Regions from separate parts of the Mus musculus genome. Here all the other regions are linked to region 1. Evidence: chromatin contacts called from public HiChIP or PLAC-seq data. All regions are on one chromosome and are shown on one strand. The core of a region is the stretch at or near the end of the contact, and the rest is flanking DNA. Distances in the headings are between cores, read along the strand shown.

Evidence for each region. HiChIP or PLAC-seq counts read pairs in DNA pulled down with a chosen protein or histone mark.
Region 2: a contact with region 1 is called in an H3K4me3 HiChIP or PLAC-seq map of bone marrow-derived macrophages, with 3 times the contacts expected there. The contact joins the enhancer-like site here to the promoter of Pofut1 in region 1. A contact is called at or near these places in 21 of 39 promoter capture datasets (the 3T3-L1 cell line, 3T3-L1-derived adipocytes, the HPC-7 cell line and 13 more), 4 of 15 datasets of contacts at CTCF or cohesin (CD8 T cells, the NIH/3T3 cell line, pro-B cells and 1 more), 14 of 484 Hi-C or Micro-C datasets (the N1E-115 cell line, the P5424 cell line, adipose-derived mesenchymal stem cells and 8 more), 20 of 115 datasets of contacts at active chromatin or transcription factors (CD8 T cells, the HPC-7 cell line, the SCID.adh cell line and 13 more) and 4 of 9 other capture datasets (adipose tissue, liver, macrophages and 1 more).
Region 3: an H3K4me3 HiChIP or PLAC-seq map of embryonic stem cells shows a contact between it and region 1, with 16 read pairs. The contact joins the promoter of Hck here to the promoter of Pofut1 in region 1. A contact is called at or near these places in 1 of 39 promoter capture datasets (the SN4741 cell line), 1 of 484 Hi-C or Micro-C datasets (embryonic stem cells), 4 of 115 datasets of contacts at active chromatin or transcription factors (bone marrow-derived macrophages and embryonic stem cells) and 4 of 9 other capture datasets (adipose tissue, liver, macrophages and 1 more).
Region 4: a contact with region 1 is called in an H3K4me3 HiChIP or PLAC-seq map of the SCID.adh cell line, with 15 read pairs. The contact joins the enhancer-like site here to the promoter of Pofut1 in region 1. A contact is called at or near these places in 8 of 39 promoter capture datasets (the 3T3-L1 cell line, the HPC-7 cell line, cranial neural crest and 5 more), 8 of 115 datasets of contacts at active chromatin or transcription factors (the SCID.adh cell line, embryonic forebrain, embryonic limb bud and 4 more) and 5 of 9 other capture datasets (adipose tissue, embryonic stem cells, liver and 2 more).

What each region holds. Positions count from the first base shown.
Region 1 is chr2:153,240,256-153,242,955 of GRCm38.p6, forward strand. Pofut1 (protein O-fucosyltransferase 1) reads left to right here and starts at 1,277. Exons shown (of 7, transcript NM_080463.3): 1 at 1,277-1,470. The coding sequence starts at 1,332. Plagl2 (pleiomorphic adenoma gene-like 2) reads right to left here and starts at 1,103. Exons shown (of 3, transcript NM_018807.5): 1 at 1,021-1,103.
Region 2 is chr2:153,413,418-153,416,117 of GRCm38.p6, forward strand. All of the region lies in intron 10 of Nol4l (nucleolar protein 4-like), which reads right to left. It also overlaps the pseudogene Gm14472. Among named protein-coding and RNA genes, the nearest start is that of Asxl1, 69 kb to the left of the region's middle. Within about 2 kb of position 1,389, at least 16 of the 459 cell types and tissues checked have an H3K27ac peak or open chromatin away from gene starts, as enhancers often do. A contact at or near this core is called in bone marrow-derived macrophages and cortical glia, where this site is marked.
Region 3 is chr2:153,107,164-153,109,863 of GRCm38.p6, forward strand. Hck (hemopoietic cell kinase) reads left to right here and starts at 1,305. Exons shown (of 13, transcript NM_010407.4): 1 at 1,305-1,591. The coding sequence starts at 1,530.
Region 4 is chr2:153,464,212-153,466,911 of GRCm38.p6, forward strand. The region is part of intron 4 of Nol4l (nucleolar protein 4-like); the gene reads right to left. Among named protein-coding and RNA genes, the nearest start is that of Nol4l, 64 kb to the right of the region's middle. Within about 2 kb of position 1,445, at least 3 of the 459 cell types and tissues checked have an H3K27ac peak or open chromatin away from gene starts, as enhancers often do. A contact at or near this core is called in the SCID.adh cell line, where this site is marked.

The sequences.
Region 1 (2,700 bases), core at 27-2,526:
TTGCAGGTGAAAGCCCCAACTCCCAACACGGCCAGGAACGCGGCCCGCCACCGCGCCACCGCCCCCTCCCCCCCCCCCCCCCGCGACCCCGATCTGTTCCAAGCTGGACTGAAGCATGGGGCTGAAGTTGTAGGAAGTCTGGCCCTTAGGCCAGCGGAGAGACTACCCTATTTTGTAGTGTGAAATGTTAAATTCTCCCCACAATTGGAAGGTGGATGTAAAGAGTGGAGACAAGAGACGGGAATTCAATAGTAAGTCTAAAAAGTCTAATAGGATCTGGGGTGGGAAGAGCAAGCATGCACGGTAAAGAATTACGAGCACGTTATTTGAGTCTCTAAGAGACCCCATGGGGGGAAGAGGTAGGGAGATTCTAAAGGTCGAAAGAGCGAGTTCTCTGAATTTCAAACGGGTGTAGAAATGGGACCCTCCCGAAGGAAAATGCCTAAACTTTCCACAATATGATCACTGGGAAGGGAACTTCAGCTAGGGCTTTATTTTGGGTTCTTCGGCCCGAGGTACTGCAGAAAAGCCTGAAAGCAGGTTTATGAAAGTCTGGAAAACGAAAGAGCTTAGAGCAGACTATTTGGAGCAGGAAAAGGAAGGTTATGTGGGTCGGGGTAGGCGTGTCCGAGGGTGGGAACAGGTGCAGCTTATCTATGCCCCCCAGACCGCGATCCCGAGGAAGGTTAGCTGCGTGTTATCTGGGTCTCCAGGGAGTCTGGGGGGTCCAGACTAGGGGACCCTCAGGCTGAGTTTCCAGGTCTAGGAATGGAGGGAGCCTGAAAGGCTTGTTCCGGTCCCCTGGGCACAGGTCTGAGGTCCGGGGAACGTTTTCGTCACTACGGGGCCTATCGGGGGCCCGGCTAGAGCAAAGGGGGCCCCTACTCAGGGGTGTGGGCGACCGCGCTGGGCGGCCCGAAGTGAGGGGCGCCGCCGCTCCGAGAGCCGGGCGTGTGGGCGCAGCGCGACGGCCTCCCGCCCCGCTCCCCACCATCCCCCAGGACCCTCGCCGGCACTCACTGCGCTCGGGACCCCGCGCTGCGGGCCGGGCCGCGCTCGGGCTCCGCCAGGCCCGCTCAGGCCCCGGTAGTGGCGGCGGTCGGGCCATTGTGCGGTGCATTGTGGGAGCCGCGCGAGCGGGCGCTCGGGTCGTGGAGGGGGCGGTGCCGCGGGCTCTCTATGGTCCCGCCCGCCCGCGGGCTAGAGAGGCCCAGCCGGCGCGCGGGCGGCGCGCGGGGAGCACTGGGAGCGGGGCGGCCACTCGCGCCTCTTCTTCCCTCCCACCCCCTCCCCGCCTCCGGGCCGTGGCACTCTGGGGCTCTGCCGTCGACATGGGCGCCGCCGCGTGGGCACCGCCACACCTGCTGCTGCGGGCGTCTTTCCTGCTTCTGCTGCTGTTGCTGCCGCTCCGCGGGCGGTCAGCGGGCTCCTGGGACCTGGCCGGTTACCTGCTCTACTGTCCCTGCATGGGTAAGGCCTCCGGAACCCTCTGCTTAAACGGAGAAACTGAGGCGGAGGAGGCGGAGCCACTTCTCTGAGGCGCCCGGAGACTTCTCAGGTCCAGAGGAGAACACCAGAGAGGGGCAGGGCCTGTGTTCTTCCCTGCCCTACTTGCCTGGGTACAGAGGACCCATTGGTGTTCAACTTGCCATTCGACAGATGGGAGAAGTTAAGTGACTCACTCGAGGTCTAATCAGTCTCAGATCAGTAGATGGAGTTTGTAGGACAAGACCTGCCCGCACTGTCTCGTGGCAATTCTTGCATTCATTCAGCAAAGAATTTATATGCCCCCCCCCCTTTTTTTTAATGTCCCAGGCGCTGTTGTCTGTGCTGGTGGTGAATGAAACAGATAAATCTCATAGGATTCTTCATTTTAGGAAGACAGACAATAAAAAGTTTTTAAGTGCGTGCAGAATTTGTACAAGATGATTCAAACTGGGGTAATAAAAGATAACCAAGGACTCCTAAGAACCAGCGGAGGGATGCAACTTAAATGCAGTCGTGGATCATCATTATATAATCCATCCCTTCTCTCAATCCTTGAGTAGCTTGCATTCCTGACCATGGCCATCATCTGATGGCCTGACCTTGCAAGATTGGCTCCACTCTTCTCCACACCCCTTCTCCCATGGCCCTCTGGCTACAGCCATAGTAACCGGCTTTCTATTGCTTACAGACATAAAGGTCTATGAGCTATTCTTCTCGGAGTACCTTCCTATAATTTCTGCTAACTCTTTCTCATCCTTGAAGTCTCAACATACGTGTCACCAAAGAGGACTCCATTGACCTCTCTACTTGTCATTTCCTGAGTCTCCCTGTCACCAAACCTTTTCATTTTTTCCCTTGCAATCATCAAAATATACCATAAGGAATTTGTTTTCATGTTTAGTGTCTCCTAACCTGAATTAGAATGGAATGCCTTGAGGACAGAAACCTTATCCTTCTGATTTTATATTATAACATCTAGCACAGTACCTGGCACATTTCAGCCTTGCAGTGTTTCTGGAATGGATGAATGGCTGCCATATTGATGATAGCCAAATGTGCTTGCATACAACTTTAATCTCAGCACTAGAAGCCAGAGGCAGGTGGATTTCTGTGAGTTTAAGGCCAACCTGATCACATAGAGAATTCCAGAGTAGCCAGGGCTACATAGTGAGACTCTGGCAAAACAAAACAAACAAAAACCAGATAGACCTT
Region 2 (2,700 bases), core at 139-2,638, 170 kb after region 1:
CAGCACAGCTCTTTATTGGGAAAAGAAGTTGGCCTCTGTGGTTGTACTGTTGTTGTTTTTTAATTTTAATTTTTATGTGCATTGGTGTTTTGCCTGCATGTGTGCCTATGTGAGGGCGGCAGATCTCCTGGAACTGGAGTTACAGACAGTTGTGAGCTGCCATGTACGTGCTAGGAATTAAGCCCAGGTATTCTGGAAGAGCATCCAGTGCTCTTAAAACTGCTGAGCCATCTCTCTAGCCCCTGACTGGACAGTTCGTAAACACAGTTATTTTTCCCCATTTGACCAGAGAATGTAGATAGTTTGCTAAAAAGTTTCCTTGGGGATAGGGGTGTAGTTCAGTGGGTAAAGTACCCTCCCTACCACAAAAATAAATAACAGGTTAGAGAGAGAGAGCACTCCGCCGGGGGTTGGTGAAGTATCCCAAGATGGCTGGGCATAAACTTGCTCTAAAAACCATTGATTAGGTATCTTTTGTGTAGCTCATGCCCCAAAACCAGAAGGCAGTTGGAAATGCCCTGAAGTCCTGGAATGAGACCCTCCACCCCAGGTTGGCTAGTTTGTCTGAGAAACCACCTGCGATTGACTGGGCTTACTACAGGGCCAATGTGGCCAAGCCTGGCTTGGTGGATGACTTTGAAAAGCAGTATAATGCCCTGAAGATCCCTGTGCCTGAGGATAAACACACAGCCCTGGTGGACAAGAGGAGACGGGGGATGTGAAGAGCTGTGCTGAGTTTGTGTCTGGACCTCAGCTCAGGACCCAGGAGTGTGAGAAGCAGCTGGAGAAAACGAGGAACATAATTCCCTTTGACCAGATGACCAGTGATGACTCAAATGAGATCTTCCCAGAAACCAAGCTGGACAAGAAGAAGAAGTACCCGTACAGGCCCTACCAGCCCATTGAGAACCTATGAAGCAGCCTGGGACGGAGCCCCGGCCGACATGAAATAAAACATTTAAATAGTGAAATAAAATAAGTAAATAAATAAAATAAATAGCAATGCTCTTGGAATTAAGATATAGAACAGTGAAGTCTGTTAAAATCAAATATGGGAGGAAAAAGAGATGTGTATGTCAAAAACAGAGCCCAGCAGGCGAGTGGCTTCCATGGTGGCAGCTTCTGCCAGCTTCTAGATATCCCAATTGCAAGACTTGGAGGGGATGAAATAGATTTGATTTTCTCTGGTTGCTTTTGATCTAGGCAATGCCTGGGGGTAGCAGAGGCCACCTGCCACTGTCAGAGGTGGCCCCAGGTTTCTTTTCCCCCCTCTATCCCCAAATCTCAGCTCACTGTTCACTGCTGCTTAGAGAGCTCCCCAGCCCTCCAGTCCCTGATCTGATCTGGAGCCATTTCTGTACAGGCTCCAGTTACAGCTGGATTCTCAGGTTGCTAGTGGCCCCTAGTGGGCTAGTATGGGCACAAGCTGCCTAGTACCCCGGGTTAGAGGGACGGGGTCTGATTTTATCTGAGCTCATTTCTATCTCCAGTGACAACATGAGCAAAGTGAGGAGGATGAGCCATTAGCAGAGCTGTGGTAGGGTCCAAGCAGAAGCAAACAATCACCTGAAAGGCTGTGACTGGCAGGACAGTGGGAAGGAGGGATGGCTCTGTGACCCAGTAGCTACTGCTTATTTTCCCCAGCTGCTGGAGGCACTAGTGCTCATGGGAAAAGGCTGTTCCTAGCAAGGAGGAAAATGACCAGATCTCAGTCCTACCCATCTTCAAGGAAGCAGAATGTTCAGAGATGGGATTCATGGAGCAGATAGCTGCCTCCTGATCTCAGCTCTGGCTGTTGGTCGTGTCTTTCAGGACTCATACACTTGTGAGAGGCCAGGGAGCCACCACAACTGTGGTCCTAACACAGGCCATGCTGCATGTACCAGGTAAAGTTTTACCATGTGCTGCCCGGGCATGACTGGGCACCAGGTTATACCTTCCTCCATAGCCACTTAGTACTAGTGTTCCAGAGCATTCTAACTTTCCTGATCCTGAAACCCACGTCAGATACTCTAACTCTAGCAAAGGGACTGGAAGGAGAGTGGCTCTGGATCAGCCATTCTACCCCTGGTGTGCACCATGCTGGCCTGGCTCTAGGGATTAGGCCAGCCAGCCTCTTATTTTAGGTTAAGACGCATTAGAAGGGATGAGAGGCTAAGCCCAGGCAGGAACCTTCCAGACACCAGCACTTCCTTCCCAGTTGTGGGGCACAGTAAGCATGCAAGATGAAGCAAGGGGTGGGTGGAGATGGCCTGGCCTTTCTACCAGGGCTAGGAACCGGCCCTCTTCCTTGCTACCCAGGAACAGTCAAGGGGTCTCCTAAACCCAGAGCTCGCCTGCCAGAAAGTGCTTTTTCTTCTACCTGCCCCCTTAAGACAGCAGCTTGATGTCTTCACTTTCCTTCACTCCTTGGCCCCTGAATAACACAGAGGCACACTGCCTCTGCCCTGTCCCTGAAAACATTTTCATCACAGGGTTGGACAGAACAGGATGATGGAGGCCAGACACAGGTCACAGCCCTTGTATGCCTAGTAGCCCCCTGACCCTTCTCTCCCTGTTGCCCCTGCTAGAGAAGGTCTTGATGGCTGATCTGCCCCCATGTAAGACAGAATACCTCATGCCACCAGAGGTGTAGGAGGAATCTGTCTTCCCCCTCTTCCTCCCTCCCTTGGGGTGGGGAGTGGCACCTGCAGAGGTTCC
Region 3 (2,700 bases), core at 55-2,554, 130 kb before region 1:
AACACCGCTCGCGCTCAGAATTCATACTTAAAACATAGTACTGCTAAACGCATGCCTACATGCACGCGTAAGCGAATGAATGAGAGATACTGGTGGTCTGGCCTGGCTAGAGGAGGGAGGACTCCTGTACGTTTCTGCAGGTGTGTGTTGCAGTTTAGAGAGTGTTGGTCCCTGTCGTTTTGAATGATGTCTCAGGCTGAGTGGAATATGCCATGCAAACAGGACCTCAGTGGTCTGCCAGTAAGACTTCCTCTCTTCAACTTGGGAGGTCCTCTGAGCAGTCCCATATTCAGCCCAGAATAAGGCAAAGAACTCCCGCGGGCGCCAGACTTTGCATGGAGTTTGAATAAGCGGTGGGTGGGCGGGTGGAGGGAAAACCGCTGCATGTGGGAGGGACCGAAGTGGAAGGGCGGTGGAGACCCACCAGAATCCTAGAGGGAGAGGTTAGACTTATCAGGGCGTGGTTAGACTTAAAGGGAGCTACATTCCTTCTGCGGCTGGTTTAGGATCTTTGAAAGGAAGGATAGGATCGGTTGATTGCTCCAGTGCAGGATTTAGGACCTATGGGATTAAGGTCTCGTAGGGGGCTGGTGGCTGTAGTACAAACTACGGAGAGAGAGGCCCTGGATTCCATTCTCTAGAACACACAAGCGCGCGCGCGCGCGCTCTCGAGATTAAAACCCTTTCAGAAAATTTGATTACAAATCTAGAGAATTTGTAGGGGTTAGGACTGGGAACAGAATAGAAAGTGAGATTGAAAATCTTTCCCCAGGAGGAGGCAGATGGTTTTGCAGGTAAAGACGCCTGGTGCCAAGCGTGGCTGCTTGAGTTCAGTCCCCGGAACTCGGAAGGTGGAAGGTAAGATCCTAGTCCTCCAAATTGTTCTCTAACCTCTACACCGCTCTGAGGCTCCAGGGTACTTACACACATACACGGAAACAATCAACCAGTCAAACAATAAACGTAAAATATTACAATTCTTTAGGGAATCCAAGGGTATTTGGTCTCTTAGGTAGGGGTCCAAAATCTCTGGGGATAGGGTTTAGAATCCTTTGGACAGGCTCATTACATCATGGGGGGCTTAAACGCACTAGTGGGGGAGGGGGACTGGGAATCTTGGGAGGGCGGGTCAAACCTTGGTGTCTGAGTAAGTCCTTCAAGGACTGGTTAGCGCCCTTGAGGACAGGGTTAGCAAAGAAATGCTGAAATTCTTTGGAGGTGAATTTAGAGCAGGAGACAAGAGAGCCAGAGTGGGAGTTAGGCTCTTAGAGGGCGGAGTCGGGGTATTTGGGGGCGGGGTTTGCATCACCCAGGGTGCGGCTAAGGCGCCCAGATGGCCAGTGAGCGCCACTGGGTTGCGGCTCCCAGCTTGCACTCCCCGCGGCGGCTCTCAGACGGGTGGGAGGGGACCAAAGTCGCCCGTGAAGGGGGCTCTGACCCGTTCCGAGCGCCAACGCAGCCTCTGTAGCCCGCAAGTCTTCGTCGCTTGCTCCGGGCTCTGAAGTCCGGGGCCACCAGGGGCCGCAGCGCTGGGGGGTCGGTCTAGCTGCGAGGATCCGGGCTGCCCACGAAGCGAAGGGCGGGCGCCCAGGTGAGTGCGGGGTGAGAGGGCGGGAATGGGACACACCCCCGTCCCCGAGAACGTGCAGACCTCGGGCTCCAGGGATCTGAGATCCTGGGCGAGCTGTGGGGGTGCCGAGGAAGGAAGAACCCGTCCTAGGAGCAACCGATCCCCGGCGGTGGGATGCGCAGTCTACGAAAGGTGGAGGGTACCCAGGTGGCCAGGTGAGGCGAATTGCCGCCACCCAGGGCGACCCTGGGATAGCCCTAGATAGAGGAAGCTCAGGCAGGGGAATGGCAGTGCTGAGCTGAGGCTTCTCTGTCTAACCAGGTTCCCCTTCTGCACACACACACACACACACACACACACACACCAAGAAGAAGAAGCTGGAGGGGAGGGAAAGGCCCGTTCAGTTCCCATTGATGGTGGGTGGGTGGCAGGTCACGCAGGTAGACAGCAGCCATGGCTAAAGGAACAGCCCGGCCAAGACAAGCCCATGCCTGCCACACCCAGGCCTGGCTATAGGTGTATATCTGAGTCCCCTCTTTTACATCTTCCCCTGCCTTCCCAGCTGAACCCCTAACAGGCGTACATCCAACTCCAGAACCTCTTACACAAAGACCACAATCTACCACCATCTCCTCTGTGTGACACTGGGGCATGTCACTGGCTACTCTCTGGATTCCAGCTTCCAACTCTGTAAAATGGGCTGTTTTACATTCATCTGAAGCTGAGTTGTCCAGAGAAGGGGAGCAGTGCTGCTGGGTACTGGAGAGAGAGCCTGGTTTGTCTGTGCCTCTGTTTGCATAGCTGCAGGATGGAGATGGTAAGAGGACAGGTTGAATGTTCCCTATCCAAACTACACCTGATCAGAGGGGTTTAGGATTTCCGAGTGTGGCAGAATTCTGTATGTCAAGTGCACAGCGAGGCATCCTGGAGTGAAAATTAGGTCTTAAAGAGACATTTGTGTATGTTACACGTGCTTCTGTATGTGTTCACTGGTTGGTGTGTACTCTGGGGTTCCTACACACGTGGAGGCCAGAGGACTCTATGTTGTTCTTCAAGCAAAGGCCACCTTGCTTTTGGAGACAGGGTCTATCATCGGCCTGGGGCTTTTGCTGGGTAGGTGAGGCCGGCTG
Region 4 (2,700 bases), core at 195-2,694, 220 kb after region 1:
CTCTCTCTCTCTCTCTCTCTCTCTCTCACACACACACACACACACACACACACACACACACACACACCTGTGAGGAGAATAGATGACTGTAATGGTTGTTTATCAATGTGATTTGATGAAGTTGAGGCCACTTAACACACTTAAAAATAGTTTAAATGTAACATGTATATGCCAAAGCCTATGCTTTCCCCCTTTTTTGTTAGCTTTTGTTAGCTTTGCTCTCCATTTTCTTGGGCTCTTCTAGCAAAGGACCAACTGGCCTCAAATTTACTATACATCTGTTGATGATCCTGAGTGTCAGAGACTCTTTCCTAGAGCTGGGACTGCAGGCACAGGTTATTATGGCACTGAGGACTGAGCCCAGGGCTTCGTGCTTGCTGGGAAAACACTCCATTAGAGTGCTATCTGAGCTACAGCCCAGCTCTTAAGATAGTTTTTGTTTCCTTTTGAAGTGAATGTGGTAGCTGAGGGGTGTGGAGGTGGGATGGGGGAGATGGCTCAGTGATAAAGATCTTGCTTAGCATGTGTGAGTCTCTATGTTCCATCCCCAGCACTACAAATAAGAAATCAATAGCTTTATAAAGTGCTCCTAATGTGCCCAGCCCAGTGCCTGCTGTGTCTTCCATCACTTGACCCCCTTAAAAGTGGGGGCAGTGAGATGATTCAGCAGAGAAGGGTAGCCACTGCCAAGTCTGACAGTCTCAGCTCAATCCAAGGAGCTACATGGTGAAAGCAGAGAACCATGCTCTGCAAGTGTCCTATGACCTCCACACTTCTGCGGTAGCACGCCACACTCCCCATATACACACATAAAATAGGCAAAGAAATTTAAATAAAAAGGATGAGCTAAAGAGAGCTCAGTAGTCCAGAACAAGCTCTTGCAAAGGACTCAAGTTCCCAGCTGGTGGCTCACATCCACTCACAACTCCAACTCCAAGGGGTTCTATATCTTTGGCCTCCCAGACACCAGCACACATGTGCACGTGCCCACACACAGACACACAATTTTAAATGTCTTAAAAAATGATGATCTAAGTATGTTCCTTTGACCTTCAAGTAACTGGAGGACAGAGAAGTAGAATGCCTTGGCTGGGCCGCACAGCTTCTAGGTGGTGGATCTACTGAAAACTTAAACCCAGGTTGAAGTGGGGGTGGTGCTCTGTCCTGACTGAGAACACTGCCCACTGTTTGCTTTGCAGGGAAGGAGGGAAAACCATCTGAAGACCCCAAGTGGGTCTACAGGTTCCAGGTGAAGAAGACTCAGAAAATCCTCTGGCACAGGTGACTGAACAGGAAGTAGTTCAAACTGCACCACTTCTCACTGCCATGAGAACAGTAAAACCTTTGAGACATCAACACTGAGGGAGGAAAGGCAGGTTGTAGACCGTTTTTACCTCTGGACAGAACATTTGGGGGGCAGTGGAGCTTCCAGGAAATGAAGCTAGCACAGGGAAGGAGGCAGGGTGGCCCTGCTTCCATGTGTGACTTATATGGTAGGATCTCCCTTTAGACACGTACCTCAAGAGCAATGGGGACAACAGGGGCCACTGAGGACAACAGGGACCACTGAGGCACAGGAGTCACAGGCACAGGGGCCACTGAGGCACATGGAGTCACAAGGCAGACATGGTGTCCATGGGTCCCTGCACCCTCACTAGGTTCCCCTTCCTGTTTCCTACTTTCTCATCTTAAGGCAGGCTCTCTCTCTCAGCTTCCCTGACCCCAGTTCCACAGAATGTACAAGTGATACCTGGAAACTTCACCTTCCAGAAGAAGAATCAGCAGCAGAAAAGTAAAAAAAAAAGGGAGGCGTGGCATGGCATGGGAGGTGGATGTTGGGGCATGGGGTGGGGGTGGGATTGCTGTGAGAGGTGGGGAGTGGGTCATGGGTTGGGGGTGGGGTTGGTGTGGGAGCTGTGGGGTGGGGGAATGGGGTGGGGGTGGGGTGGGAACTGTGGGATGTTCACAGCACTTTCTCTCTGCTTTCCACCCAAACACCTCTATCTAGGCAGTGCGCCTCAAACAGGCTTGGGGATGGGAAGGACATGGGTTTTTAATTATTTTAGTTACTGTGGTCTTTTTTTTTTTTTAATTGTTTATTTGTTTTACAACATCACTGTCCTCAGACCCATTAGAAGAGGGCATTGGATCCCATTACAGATGGTTATGAGCCACCATGTGGTTGCTGAGAATTGAACTCAGGACCTCTGGAAAAGCAGCCAGTACTCTTAAGCATTGAGCCATCTCTCCAGCCCTAGTGACTGTGATTTTTTTTTTTTTTTTTTTTTTTTTTTTTTTTTTTTTTGGTTTTTCAAGACAGGGTTTCTCTGGATAGCCCTGGCTGACCTGGAACTCACTTTGTAGACCAGGCTGTCCTGGAACTCAAAAATCTGCCTGCCTCTGCCTCCCAAGTGGTGACTGTGATTTTAAGCCTGACCATCAAATGTGTAGCACGAGAGTGATATGCAAGTTCTTTGTACAAAGGATCAACCGGACACACTGGACACAGAGCAGGCACCAGTTGACAGTCCCTCTGTGTTGAGGACCCACTAGCACTCACTGCTGAGATCTCTCTGCAGGCCCACACAATTAATTGCCTTGAGTTCCCCTTATCTTTCACAGAGCTGTGGTACCACGCAGGCACAGGCCAGGCCACCTCCTTAGCATCTTTACCAGTGCCTAGATCACAGAACAACAAAG